Linked DNA regions of Mus musculus: region 1 is linked to region 2. Evidence: chromatin contacts called from public HiChIP or PLAC-seq data. All regions are on one chromosome and are shown on one strand. Each heading gives the region's core, a stretch centred on a gene start, on an enhancer-like site or on the middle of the called end of the contact. The rest is flanking DNA. Distances are from core to core; before and after follow the strand shown. Region 1 holds the start of Ppfia2 (protein tyrosine phosphatase, receptor type, f polypeptide (PTPRF), interacting protein (liprin), alpha 2). Region 2 has its middle 170 kb from the start of Ccdc59.

Region 1 (6,632 bases), core at 1,347-3,846, 460 kb after region 2:
ACATTAAAACTGTTCATATATAATAAAAAGTACAAAAAGACTTTTCACTTCATGAATGGATATTTAGTAGCTCCTTTATTTTTTTACATTTCTGTGAATATTTAGGCAGTGGTTATCAATGTGGGATGCTGAGATAGCTGGACTAGTATCATTTTGGAACTTCTCAGGAATTATAAGGTTGAGACAGACAGCACCTTTGACCTGAAGGATGCATGGCTATGGGGGTTGAGACCAAGCAAGGTTCATTATAAGAAGCTGCCTTGGATATATATATATATATTGTATGCTGAATTGGATGGACAATAAGCTATAGGAACATTCACAATGGTGTTTCTTGTGTTCTTGCTAATGGGATAATCTAGTGCTTTTGCAAACTTCTTATACGAACCTTTCTCCATTTTGATAGGGAATGACTGTTCCTAGCGGCCAATGTTAGCGTGAGACAAAATAATTAGCCTCTGGACCTGGAACATTCCAATCAGTCCATTAGTCTCAACAGACACAGCTTCTTTGAGGGGGGAGATTTTGTTCACACCAATGCAGTGTATTGTATAGACATTGTTAAGAGTGTGGCCTCTCAGGATCCACCCGAGGCTTAGAGTCCCAGCATCTACAAAGAACTAGGACACTCAAGTGAGCATGTTTGAGAAATAGTACTTTATGTAGCATATAACAATAATACTATTCATCTACTAATGTTTAATATTTTTACACTCAATTCTTACATTGTGATGCGAAACTTGAATAACAGTCCAGGAGAGAAAGGGATATAAATCATATGGCTCATCTTAAACTTTACTGTAGAGTCATCAACTAGTTAAGTTCTTCCCCCAAAAGAACTTCATCTAGTGATCATACTTCAGTGAGTCAGGATGTGCACATCATTTCTCAGTGAAATCTGGATTCTGCTCTTTGGGGCTTCTAATACTGCTTACTCTGGACCCTTGCTGTAACTTCTATTCAATGTCTACTTGATGCTTAATTCTCTTTGTGTTCCTTTAGTGCATCAGTATCTTCCTCTCTCAAACATTTCCTTAATGTATTGGTTTTTATCTACTGGTGTCTCCTTATTCTTGATCTATATGAATGGACACACACACACACACACACACACACACACACACACACACGGTCGGGGAGAGGGAAAAGAGGGAGGAAAGAGACAGAGGGAGGGAGAGAGTCACAGAGAGAGACAGAGATGCTTGAGGGAGGAGGAGAAATGGGGGAGGGGAAAGTTTCTGGGGACTAGAACATGTTCTTGGGGCTGCCAGACTATTGAAAGCTGAAATTCAGTCATGCAGACAGGGAACACTTAACATGAGATCCTCAGCGCTAAGGCAATGAATGGAGGCGACCTGAAGAGGTAAGGCAAAGTGACAGACCCAGCCACACCCTAGACTGATTCAGGTTCCGGTGAGCTTGACTACCTTGCCTCTGATTCAAGAGAAGAAAGCGGCAGAGAGCCACAGCAAACACAGAAGGCCACAGAGCAGGAAGGTTCCCAGTTCTCAAAAGCACATGCCAACACAAGCTTTCCTGTAAAGATGATTGTGTGGGAAAAGCGCAGGCAGGGCAAAGAGAACCCATTTATACTTTAGATCACCCGTGGTCCTCGCCCTCATCAGGAGCATTGAGACCAGAGTGATCCTCAGCAGCCCCGGAGAAGCTTTTGGGGAGAAGAGTGGAATGTATCCACGAGCGCGTGTGCGTGAGGAGGAGAGAAAAGACGTGATGACTTCAGAATTTATTTAAGGGCCGCCGGTGGAAACCACTGCGGCAGCTTCCAGGGGAAGCCCTTGTTCCAGAGGAAGAGGAGGTGGAGATTGCCAAGGAGGAGGAGGGGAGGAGACACAGAAGGAGGAGTATCCTAGGCTTGCACTAGGCAAGTGAGAAGATGCTGTAGCATCCTCACTCAGTTCCCAGCAGGTTGGTTCTGTCGGCCAACTGATGCAAGCAGATGAATTGCAGAGGGACTGGAAGGAAAAAAAAATTGTTGCAGCGGGCGGAGGCAGCGCGCGATGATGGGGCGGGGGTGTCTTCGGAGGTGGGTGGTGTGCATGTGTGTGTGTGTGTGTGTGTGTGTGTGTGTGTGTGTGTGTGTGTGTGTTTCTGCTTACCTTCCCAGAAAAGAAGCACCTCCTTTAAGTGAAAGGATACACCCTAGAATAGAAGTAGGCTGGGCACCCAGAGAAGACCTGTCCTGCTTCTAGCATCCCCAGGGGACTCACTTCCTTTTAACCATCAAACTCCCAACATTTACCATAAACTTCACAGGGGCTCCGGGTGGGGTATTGGGTGGAGAATGTCCCTTCCATATAGGTACTTCCCACACTTCACCCCAAAGTTCCTGTTTGGAGGGACACGTCTTCACCCTCTCTGGGTGGCCCGGGATGCCAAGGGGAGAAGTTATGCTACGTTAAGTTTCTGAAAGTCAGATCCAGTCCCGGATTACCATCTCTCCGCCCCGGGGCTCCTGCTGCACGCGAAAGTGGCGGCGGCGGCGGCGGCTGCCGCTGCTTGGGCGGCAAAGGGACCGCGGCTGCTTTAAGAACCGCCTCCCCCTCTCTTCCCTTTGACAATGGTCTGAACCGAGCCCTGCTTCCCAAAGCAAAATTTGTAATATGCCATTTTTCCGATGGACCTTTCTCCTTTTGGCTGCTGACGGAGCCACGGGAAGATGCCGAACTGCTGCCACGTTAGGAAGCCAGGGCACGTTCCAAGAGAACGCTGGGGCTCGCGAGTGTCTAAGCTGTCTTTCTCCTCCCGTTGCTAAGGAAATGGTCCAGGACTGCTGGGTGTGAGCCTCACCTCTCCTCCAGCCGAGACTGCGGTTGTCATTGACAATTGAAGAAACAGGACCTGAAATAAGAGACATTAGGTACAGAAACTGTATTCGAGTTGCATGGTTTCTCTTCCGCTTCGGGTTTTTTCCCCCCTTGACCACCTCCCCAGCCCCACCCCGCCCCCAGGGAAGAGGAGAGGCAAAGTCCTCCTTGTGGGTATTAGTTACCTTTGCTTTCCACCCATCTTCTCCATCCCCGATTTTTCTAGCTCCTGCCTAGCTCGTTCTCTCCTGGGGCTGATGAACAATTTTAGTGTGGAAATTATGAAGTCAACTTCTTTCGGGGTGGTGGGGGTGTGGCTGAGCAGTAACTGTCCAGCAGTGTGGGGTACGCTTGCTGTTTGACCATCCGAGCAGGCACAGAGGTAAAGAAAGTGAAAATGCTTCCATTAGACATGGTAGGAATATTTCCCGAGGACAGGGGATTTCAAAGAGTTAAAGAGGAGGAGAAATATTCGTGTAATGTAATCAGACAATGGCTAGGCTTTCTCTTACTGAATTACTCCTTTAACGGAGACAGAGCTGGGAGGGTTCCGAAGACTAAGTAAGCCTTTGCCGAAGAAGAAACTTGTTACAGAGAACGACTGCTTCTTTGCCTGTGGTAGTGTATAATTTCTAGAAATATAATTAAATGAAGTTATCGACTTACAGAAATAAAAGTCTTTTGGAATGTTCTTGTCTGAATAGGTATAGCTCCTAAGAACACATATTACCAAGGATCACACTGGATCTCAAAATTCTTGCTGAATGACTCCACTGGGCATTCAAAACTTTTATTTTGGATTCTGAGAGGTTTAGAAGACAGTCAAGGTTATATCCTGACAGCGTGGGAGTTGGTTTTCTTGATATAAAATTATTCGTGCTAAATTTAAGCACTGAGATAATTAAACCAATCAGGGTTATTATTTTTCTCTCTCTTAAAAATGAAATTTACACTGTCTGAAACTGGGTCCTGAAACCTTCAATAGTTTACGTGTCAAGTCATCTCTATCTAGATGAGGTTAATGCAATTATATTTCACATTGACATAAAAGAGGGATAATGAAAAGGCAAATTACCTCAGCAAACTGTGAGCTCACTCGTCTCTCAGTGATGGTGTAATGTTTGCAATTTTAGTTCCAAAAATGGCTATAAAAGCAAAATGTGATATATCTGGGTGCAATACACAAGATACTGGATAACCATACCTGCACTGTGCCAGGGTTCTATAAAATACTCTTCATAGGATTTTAATTACTCCTAATACACTCAAGCTGTGCATTTGGGAATTGTTAGACTATGTTTTATGGTACATACAAGTACTTTATAAGATTACATCAGAATCTGAGGTCTCACATATTAACCAACCTAGCCCATAAAAGTTGATTTGGTTTTTGTAGACTGTTTATTGTTTGTTTGTTTGTTTGTTTACTTTTCGTTTTAGAGGAGAAGATTCTGAATTTAGCCATTTGTGTTGGCTTGGAAGAAAGTAGCATGCATTCATTTTCTGTCCTATGTAATTTTGCATGGTTTGAATTTTATGAATTGAATTTGGAGAGTTCAGAAGTATCTGCTAGGATTACGGCTATAGACCTACAAGCAAGAGTTTTGATGTAGAATATTATTTCTGTAAGGATAAATGGTGACCAGTTTGTAACAGAGAGCATGCTTGGGTTTTTATAGTATTTTTTATATATGACACTGTGTGTTCTTTGTTGGATAACCCACTGGAATGCTAAAAGTGGGAATTTTATAAACAAATTATAATTCTTTAAGGAAGGAAACGTGTTTTTCAAAGGCAAACCAACTTGCTCCATTTCATGTTTCAGGGGTCAGATAGTCCTGTGTTATCACAGTGTAGATTGGATAGATTTTCTAAACTTTCCATCCAAGTATCTTTTGGCTGACCAAATCCACAGCCATCCTTCACACTAATCTTAAGTCTTAAGTTTGTGACTGTCCAATGTCTCCTGCTAATAGCACGGGGTTGCATCCAAGGAGTCTGCTTTAGTTGAGTGAAATGTATGCTTGAAGTAATGGAAACAGTTAAATTCTCCTTGGAACTTAAAGTTGTTAGCAATGCCTTTCCTTTTGTAAAGGTATGATTTAAAATACCTTTACAAAAGATTGAAGAATATGTAGATAACTGTATTTCCTTGCACACTTTGTTCTGCTACTTCGCTTTAACCTTCAGTGTCACAAATAAACACACAGGCTCACAGCCATGTCTCTCAAGAGTGTCACAGTTATTCCATGTGTGAATGCCATGCATGGCACGGCACGAGGACTAACCCTTTCAAATAAGCCAATGTGTTGAAAAGTTTTTGTGTGTTTTTCAATTAGTGAAAAAATAAATGTGTAGCAGTTAAAGTAGAGGAATGGGGATTCTTAACCGTTGTGATAGTGGATGAATGAAAATCTAAATGATAAAAAGTGTAAAATATACATCAAGTACCAAATGTTTGTCGGCGTGAAAGGGGGTGTGAGCGTGTCTGTAAAGACATTCTACATGTTTGCTCTGGAACTTATGCTACAGTAGATATGAATTCAATGAGTCAAGGTCCTGTCTTCGGATAGCTCCATGTTTTAAGTGATGAACACTGTTCAAAGTATTTTGAGCTATTTTGAGAAATGGTCAACCCTTTCTTTCCTTTTCCTAGAATACTTATCGTAAAATGATTTCCTTTCTCTTTCTTGAAGCTTTTCTCAATTTCCAATGGGTCAGGACCCAAGAGTTCAGAAATAATTAAGTTTTGTTCCTTAACGACTAAGTTTACACGAAGAAGCACATGAAAAGTAATTAAATATTGAACTGTTAAAATTTGACATTTTATTTCAAAATATCACCAGAAAGTTTCCCTAAGGACATATATGTAGACAGAAAAGTGAATTGACCTTCCGTTATAAAGTCCCGAGAAAGCTCTGGGACCCACAACCAAACCAGGCTTTCCTCAAATCGGACCTTCTGCAAATCAGGCTCTCCAATAGCTTCTGGTCATCACACAACTAAAATTGAGAAAAATTAGACACTTAAAACTTAAACACACACACACACACACACACACACACACACACACACGTGCGCGCGCGGCGGCGGGTGGGGGGGGATGGAAATGGAAGTGCCCTAAGTTCTGTTTTTTAATAGTGACACTCTTGACAGTCATACATGACACTGTCTGCATAATCTACTTTAAATCAAATCAGTAAATAATTGTAAAAAGTATTCTGAACAGTCCATTAATTCCACGTCTGGGGGTTTGTGATTAGCAGCTGAGAAGTGAAGCGACTGTATTCGTTAATGTAATTTACTGCATCTGTTTGTGGAATGTTTCAAAGAGTTAGTTTGTGTTGTTTGGATGGAAACCAGACAATGCATCTAACAGGAATACTAAGTGTAATTAGCAGTATAATAATCGAGACAAATTCATGTGTCTCAGACTAATTCTTAAAGTTTATGTCTAATTCAGTCTGAATCATCTATCAAATCTGGGCACAGTTGTGAAAGATGGAACATGAAAATAAATAAAAAAAGATCAATCTCAAAGGCTTGAATTAGCTGTTGTGAGGAAATCTGTTGAAGAAGTAATAAAATAACTCTATTATCTAAAACTGTCCATTATTTGGGAATTTTCTGACTAAATGAGGTCACTTATCAGTGCATCAATCAAAAATCATATACTCTTACTTCTCTGAAGCACAAGGATGTACTTGTTGACAAATAAGGTACAGTTGTGTTATAAGACATTTGTAAACTTTCAGGGGTAGAGAAGAAGGGGAAGAGAGGTTATTGAAATGATATGTGTCTGTCAAT
Region 2 (7,144 bases), core at 798-3,297:
TTGAAGAGAAGTTTGTGGTATTACCTGTGCTTGCAGGTATGTAGGCACTCCTGGGAGACTAGCTCTCTCTTGGTTGTATTTGTGTATGTAGCTCTGTGGCCCAGACTGCTCTGGGCAGAGACAGAAATAGGAAGATGCCTCTCCCAGACAGCTCTTTTGTTCCTGTGTCCCAAGGTTTCTGGATGGGTTCCTCTGAGCACCAGTAGTGGTCCTACCTGCACTCACAGCCCGATCAGCCCTCCTGGGAGGCTTGCTTCCTCCTAGCACTATTTGGGTATGGAGCCCTGTGGCAGAGGATCTGCTCTAGGTACAGACAGAAACTGGAAGCAGCCTTCAATTATTAACTACTAAGCTTCCACTGCATATAACACAATATACTTTTATGTCAGCTAGCAATTGAGTCAGATTTTGAAAATGAAGTATGCCTCAGAAGCATAATGATAAATGGAAAGATACTTGCCCTTCCGATCTATCTATCTATCTATCTATCTATCTATCTATCTATCTATCTATCCATCATTGATCATTAACCACCTATCTATGTATCTGTGAACATAACTATCATTATCTATCATCAATCTATGTATTTAATATATCTATCTATGTTTTCTATTTTGTCTTCTCTAACATTAAATAATCCGGTATCTTTACTAGAGGTAATATATTTCTGTCACCCAGTTCTTAATGTGAAATGTCTATTGCTTTAAGAACTGAATGGAGGCTTTGTGTAGTTGAAATATGCTGTTAGTTTTATTTTTAGCCACAGTGTGGTGAACTGATATTTGTCAAGTATATGCTAACTCACAACAATACTTCTCTTGGAAAATGAAATTCTAAAGAAACAATTCATAAACAAACTTCTGGAAAATAGAGTCATAAATTGTTGTGCTACCAATATTTGTCAAGAAAATATGCTTTGGTAAATTTGCTTTTATGACATTCTCTCAGAATAAAACATGGACCTTCGCAACGAGGAGATATTGATATAAACCTTGGGCATCTTCTGCTGGCTCTCTAGCACTGACATTCAAAAGGTAAAGGAAGCAAGACATTTATTCACTGTGGTGTTTGCTTTAGCAGCCTCAAGGGTGATGTAGCACTGAGTTCTCCCCTTTTCTGTGTACGAATCGATATGCTTCTCTTTCTTGAGGCACACACAGAACTGTAAGGATACATAATGCACGTAGGAGGTGTTTCTTCTTCCTTCCTTCAGGACAGTCATTTTCATCAATTATTAAAATCTGATAATAAATGCTGATTATCCGAAAGTGGACTAATAAATTAGGAACTTGGTAGATACATAGGCAATTTCTCTGTTGAGGGAGATTAGTATAAATTAAAGAGGAAGTTAAAGCATTTTTAAAAGGCCCTTGAGGCTTATCTGTAATTGCAATAAGCCTTTGATGCCTGAGATGGGGATGGCATGAGAACAGACTAGAATATATGAGCAGTAATGCAAAATGGCAAGTTGAGTTTTGAGCTATTGCAAAGGTGTTAACAAGGCTAGTGCATTAATTACTTTTCTTATTGTTATGACTGAATGTCTAACAAGACAAATTTAAGGACAGAAAGATTTATTTTGGCTCACATATTGAGTGGATGTAGCCAATCGCTAAGTAGTTAGCTTCCTCTAGTTTCCATCTATATTAATCTAGGACCCTGGTCCGTGGGAGTGTGACATTCACATTTAGGGTGTGTCTTCCCTCCTCAGATAAATATTTATGGAATTTCCTTCAAAGATGTCCTAAGTGGTGTCTTCTAAATGTTTTTAAATCTAGGCAGGGTGACAATAAGCATTAACCATCATAATCAGAAAGAATGAAGTGATCAACATCATGAACTAGGAGATGTGGTCAAGCATGTCCTTCTATAGAATCATGAGAATTAAGTCTAATGTCCTGTGGTTGTAGCAGCTTAGAGAAAAAGGACTTAGTGTGGAGGATGCTTACAGAGACAAACAGATAGGAGGTAGAGAGAAGTAGTCTATATAGACTGCCAAGGGCCATGCAGGAGGAATGACAAAGGCTTTAGAATGCCTGGAATGTGACCCACCCAGTTAGCACAGCAAGATTGGGTGTGTCTCAGACAGTCAAGACCCCAAGGACATTATGCTGTTGTGGAGTTCTGCTCTGCTTGTTTCCCTCACATCCCTCTTAGTTTAAGAATTGTATGAAAACTTTAAGGAGGCTTCCAGCTCTTCCCTGAGCAGTATCACTGGCACTCACAATAATAGTGCTGGATCTCTTTCAGGCATTGCTACTGGGGCAAATGAATGATTCAATCACCACCCTAGGAAAGAATTTAGACATGTATATTGTCAGTAATGACCATTACCCTTAGAAAGCATTAAAAAAAATGTTAGTGATGTTTTTGATACAGGCTCTGATATAGCAATCTTAGGGAATCATTTGAAGTTCAGAAAGGCACACTCTTAACAGTTAAACTGGAGTGGGGATAAGAACAATGGCTGACATGATTCTCACTGAGACTAGACTGGTGATGATTGATTTCTTATGCCCATTTTTACTATCAGCTTTCTGATATGATTTAATAAAAATTGTTGATTAGTAGATATGCATTCTGAGGATTTAAAGCAGGAGTGACATTGTTTCTTATATAGAAGTTCAGATTTCTGACTTTTTTTTTTTTTTAAAAGATTCATGTTGTGGAAGATATTAAAAATGACCAGCAGGTTTTCCTCGCAACTGCCAGCCACTCTTTGTCCTGGCGCAGTCCTGCCAGGCTACTCTCTGCCCGCCAACTCTCCTACGGTCCGGAGCTCCCGAATTCCCTTCACTGTCAAGCCAGCCCTATGGCGGGCCAAGCCACTGGCAGGCAATATTTGACTTGTTATTGCCTCGTTGAGAATCTCTGACTCAGAGCTCCCAAGGGTCTCCACCCAGCTCACTAGGTTCTCACTGGCACATAGTTACCATGCCAGCCCCATCCATGCTTCAAAGCCCCCGCAGCCTTTGTGGTGCCAATCAGGCAAACCCACGCTTTGCTGCTGTACCTTTCTCTCTGGAACTCAGTCGAATCGCTGAGAGAAGAAAAAGAACACACAAATTTAGCTTAGAAACAATGGTAAATCAATCTCTGGACGCAACAACTAAACCGAATCTTGTAAACCTTATACATCAGATTCCTCCGGTGGCAAATCCTGATGGATCTGACATGATTCCAAGAAACTGTAACAGCTATATCTTGCCCTTATGCTATCCTGGTTCCAAAAGCCCCTAACTCTCTCCTGCTTCTTCTCTTCCTCTGTCCAACCTGGAAGTCCCTCCCACTCGCCCAAAGATTGGCTCCTTTATTCACTAGGTGATTGGTTCATAAGAAGTCACCTGAGTAGGTGACTCACTCCTTTTACAAAGCCCCTCCCAGGAAAGCAGAATTAGCATCAAATTACAAACAGCACCAGGCCCATCCACAGATTCATATAAGATTGCCTTTAAAGATAAATAATAAAATAATTAATCTTTTCTTTGCAGCCACAGATTTTGCCTTCCAGTAAGAGAAATTGGCTGAGAAAAGTGTTTTCCTTGCTCACACTTTGCTAATCTTTAACAAGTTGCTTAGTTGCAAATGTACATAGGTTCCTGGCAATAATTTGTTTTCTTTGCCTGTACTACCTAATGTTATTTCTTGTAAAGGTATTGGGGAAGATACTGTTTTTGCATAGTCATTCGCGAGAAGAAGAAAAAAAGAATGTAATAGCACTGTAATTATATACTATGTGAAAGGTTTTGCTGAGATATATAAGCTATGGAATTAAAAAAGAAGTATTTGTTGGAGCATGCTCCATCTACCAACTGTGTGTATACATGTATATATGTGTATATGTGAAATACTTGGAGCCTGCTTTGTTTCCACCATTGTGTGTGTGTGTGTGTGTGTGTGTGTGTGTGTGTGTGTGTTTGAATTTTCGCTTTCCTTTTTTCTAACCATCTGTACTGGCTGGTTTTGTGTGTCAACTTGACACATGCTGGGGTTATCACAAAGAAAGGAGCTTTAGTTGGGGAAGTGCCTCCCTGAGATCCAGCTGTGGGGCATTTTCTCAATTAGTGATCTAGCTGGAGGGCCCCTTGTGGGTGGGACCATCCCTGGGCTGGTAGTCTGCAACCCTATAGGTGAAACAACAATATGAACTAACCAGTACCCCCCAGAGCTCATGTCTCTAGCTGCAAATGTATCAGAAGATGACCTACTTGGCCATCACTGGAAAGAGAGGCCCATTGTTCTTGCAAACTTTATATGCCTCAGTACAGGGTAACACCAGGGCCAAGAAGTGGGAGAGGGAGGAAGGGGAGTGGGGGGGGGGGTTGGGTGACTTTTGGGGTAGCATTGGAAATGTAAATGAAGAAAATACCTAATTAAAAAAAAGACAATAAAAAAAAAAGAAAGAAAAAAAGAAAGAAAGCTGAGCAAGCCAGGGGATGCAAGCCAGTAAGGAACATCCTTCCATGGCCTCTGCATCAGCTGCTGCTTCCTGACCTGCTTGAGTTCTAGTCCTAATATCCTTTGGCGATCAACAGCAATGTGGAAAGTGTAAGCTGAAGAAAACCTTTCTTCCCCAACTGCTTCTTGGTCATGATATTTGTGCAGGAATAGATACCCTGACTAAGACACCATCCCTGAAGAATTTATTTGTTTGTTTTGAGACAGGATTTCTTTATGTCGTCCTGGCTGTTCTAAAACTTATATTGTGGAACAATTTTAAATGATCAGTAAAGAGACTTGCTTTCCAATATAAAATTACTTACAAAACAGAATATTTCCAGACAACATGATAGCATGTTTTGCTTGGGAAATCTGATTAAGAATTTAGACAAATTATTATCACAAATAATTAATTATACAATAATGCATTTAAATATTGTGGGCTATATTTTTGCTGATTTTTCTTCTCGGACTAGTTGCTTTCAACTTCTAAAGTTTTCTTTAAATAAATCCATGCGGTGGAAACCAGAATTCTCAAGACATATATACCAAATGAATAGATTAATTTATTTAATCATCAATAATTTGTTAAGTGCATCTTACCTCTCTGTGCTGGTTAGTTTTATGTCAACTAGACACCAGCTAGAACCATTTTGGAAGAGGGGACCTCAACTGAGAAAATGCCTTCACAAGATGAGCCTGTGGGCAAGCTTGTGGGGGCATTTTATTTCTCTTTTTCTTTTGTACAATATATTATGATAATTTTTTCTACTCCCCCAAATCATCCTAGATACTTCCCATCTCCCGGCAGAGCAGACTCTATGCCCTTTTTTCTCTTTCTCTTTAGAAAGCAAACAAACAAACAAACAAAACACTGGCAAAACAACCAACCAACCAACCAACCAACCAACCAACCAAACCTTGATTAAAAAAAAGGAAACAAAAGAAACACACACACACAGTGATCCACAAACAAACCAAAAGGAAATTCATAAAACCACAAAATTTGAAAAGATAATAAACAAGCAAAAAGCCAGTAAGAGATAAAAAAAAAGCCCAAACAAAGCAATATGATTGATATGTGATGGCCCAGCTCATTGTTGGCTGTGCTAGACAGCAGAAACTGATAATCGCCAGCTTTCTGAGAAATAGTAATGCTCTTGAATGTAAGGGCAAAGGCCCCTTTAAAAGAGAAGACTGCTTCAAAGGTATTTCATAAGTACAGTTGGTTAATTTGTTTTCTGTGGGAGGGTGTCTTGTTGAATATGGGAGATTAGGCAGAAGTTATTGAGCCTGTAAATATTCTATTTTTTAAAAATATTTATATTGAGAAGTGAATGAGGATGTAAGTGAAAGAATAAGAATAGAAAAGTGTTCAAGATATGAAGGAAGGAACTTTGTAGATTGTGTTAAGTCACTAATTAGAGAGAAAATTATTTTTATTCAGCTGACACTCAAACAGGGACTGTGACTGGTGGAGTGTTGCTTGGTAAGCCAGGCTTAATTATAAGACAGAAATCACACTGAGAGATAATGTTAAAGTAGTTATGCCTTGGCATCAGTGACAGGCAGCTTCCTTATGCAGTGGTATGAGCAATGGTAGGGTTTCATGTTTCTATATTTTTCTTTGATGTTTCCCCATGCATGGCAAGTTTTCCATATGCTAGCCTCGGTAGACTCTTGTTGCCATATGGCAGAATGTAACACAAGACAAAGAAATCAGGGAGAAGATGCCTCTCACTGTGGAAAGGGACTGCTCTTGGGAAATCAGATTTCTAGTGTGCTGGAATTTCATGCTGAGTTTCAGAGCTATTCATACAAGATAAAACGTCTGGGTTAAGAAATTTCCCAGTAGGATACATTAAGGTATTCATGCTGAAGCCCTGGCAAGTTTCTTATTTTTCTTAAGAAATAACTGAACACACTTAACACAGAAGCAAAACAAAATTGCTCACCTTGATATTCACAGAGCACAGTTGTAATTTTTACCCAGGGAAGGGACACGGCAGGCAAAGAAGAGCAACTGACTGTTTTTGCTAGCTTCTCTATTAGATGTCTGTACACTTTTAGCTCCACTCAATAAGCATTGTCGTGACTATGTAGGCACTGAGATATTAAAACAACCACTGGACTTAGGACAGTGTGCTAGGACATAGTGTTGTCCATATGTTGCTAGACAGCAAGTTTTGACTGGAGCCCAGGTTTGCTGGTGGTGTCTTCTCCTGTAGATAGCTTCACATTTCTAACCTTCAGGATCTTCATCTCTTAAGTGGACATCATTTTCAGAGCTATTAGGAACATTAGAAATACATACAAAGGCCTGTGGTGCTTCCCATTACAGTCGATGGAAACCACTGTTTTGTGGGTTTCAACTATATCTGGAAACAAAGTCTGACAAAGAACCCGAGTGATAAAAAGCTTTCAGATTTTAATTTTATTGTTTTTACTGAAAGCATTAAACAAATAAGCTTGATATACACTTAAACTTTTCTATGGTGCCCCATTGATTCAGTTGTCCATCTCTGGGACGGTTGTTTACACACAGGTGTTCCTTACAAAATGAAGCATCTTATTACACAGTCTAAGAGGTGGAACAAATGAGGAGCTACAAAGGCGTTATTGATGTGCTTTTATAAAAAAAGTTTTCATATTTTAAAAATAATATTGCACCAAAACTAAAGATAGGTGTCCAGCTACTTAACAT

Evidence for each region. HiChIP or PLAC-seq counts read pairs in DNA pulled down with a chosen protein or histone mark.
Region 1: an H3K4me3 HiChIP or PLAC-seq map of embryonic stem cells shows a contact between it and region 2, with 4 times the contacts expected there. The contact joins the promoter of Ppfia2 here to the enhancer-like site in region 2. A contact is called at or near these places in 9 of 39 promoter capture datasets (the 3T3-L1 cell line, 3T3-L1-derived adipocytes, the C10 cell line and 4 more) and 2 of 115 datasets of contacts at active chromatin or transcription factors (embryonic forebrain and embryonic stem cells).

What each region holds. Positions count from the first base shown.
Region 1 is chr10:106,467,714-106,474,345 of GRCm38.p6, forward strand. It overlaps Ppfia2 (protein tyrosine phosphatase, receptor type, f polypeptide (PTPRF), interacting protein (liprin), alpha 2), which reads left to right and starts at 2,597. Exons shown (of 32, transcript NM_001205341.1): 1 at 2,597-2,878.
Region 2 is chr10:106,004,239-106,011,382 of GRCm38.p6, forward strand. No RefSeq gene overlaps it. Among named protein-coding and RNA genes, the nearest start is that of Ccdc59, 170 kb to the left of the region's middle. Within about 2 kb of position 2,048, at least 25 of the 459 cell types and tissues checked have an H3K27ac peak or open chromatin away from gene starts, as enhancers often do. A contact at or near this core is called in embryonic stem cells, where this site is marked.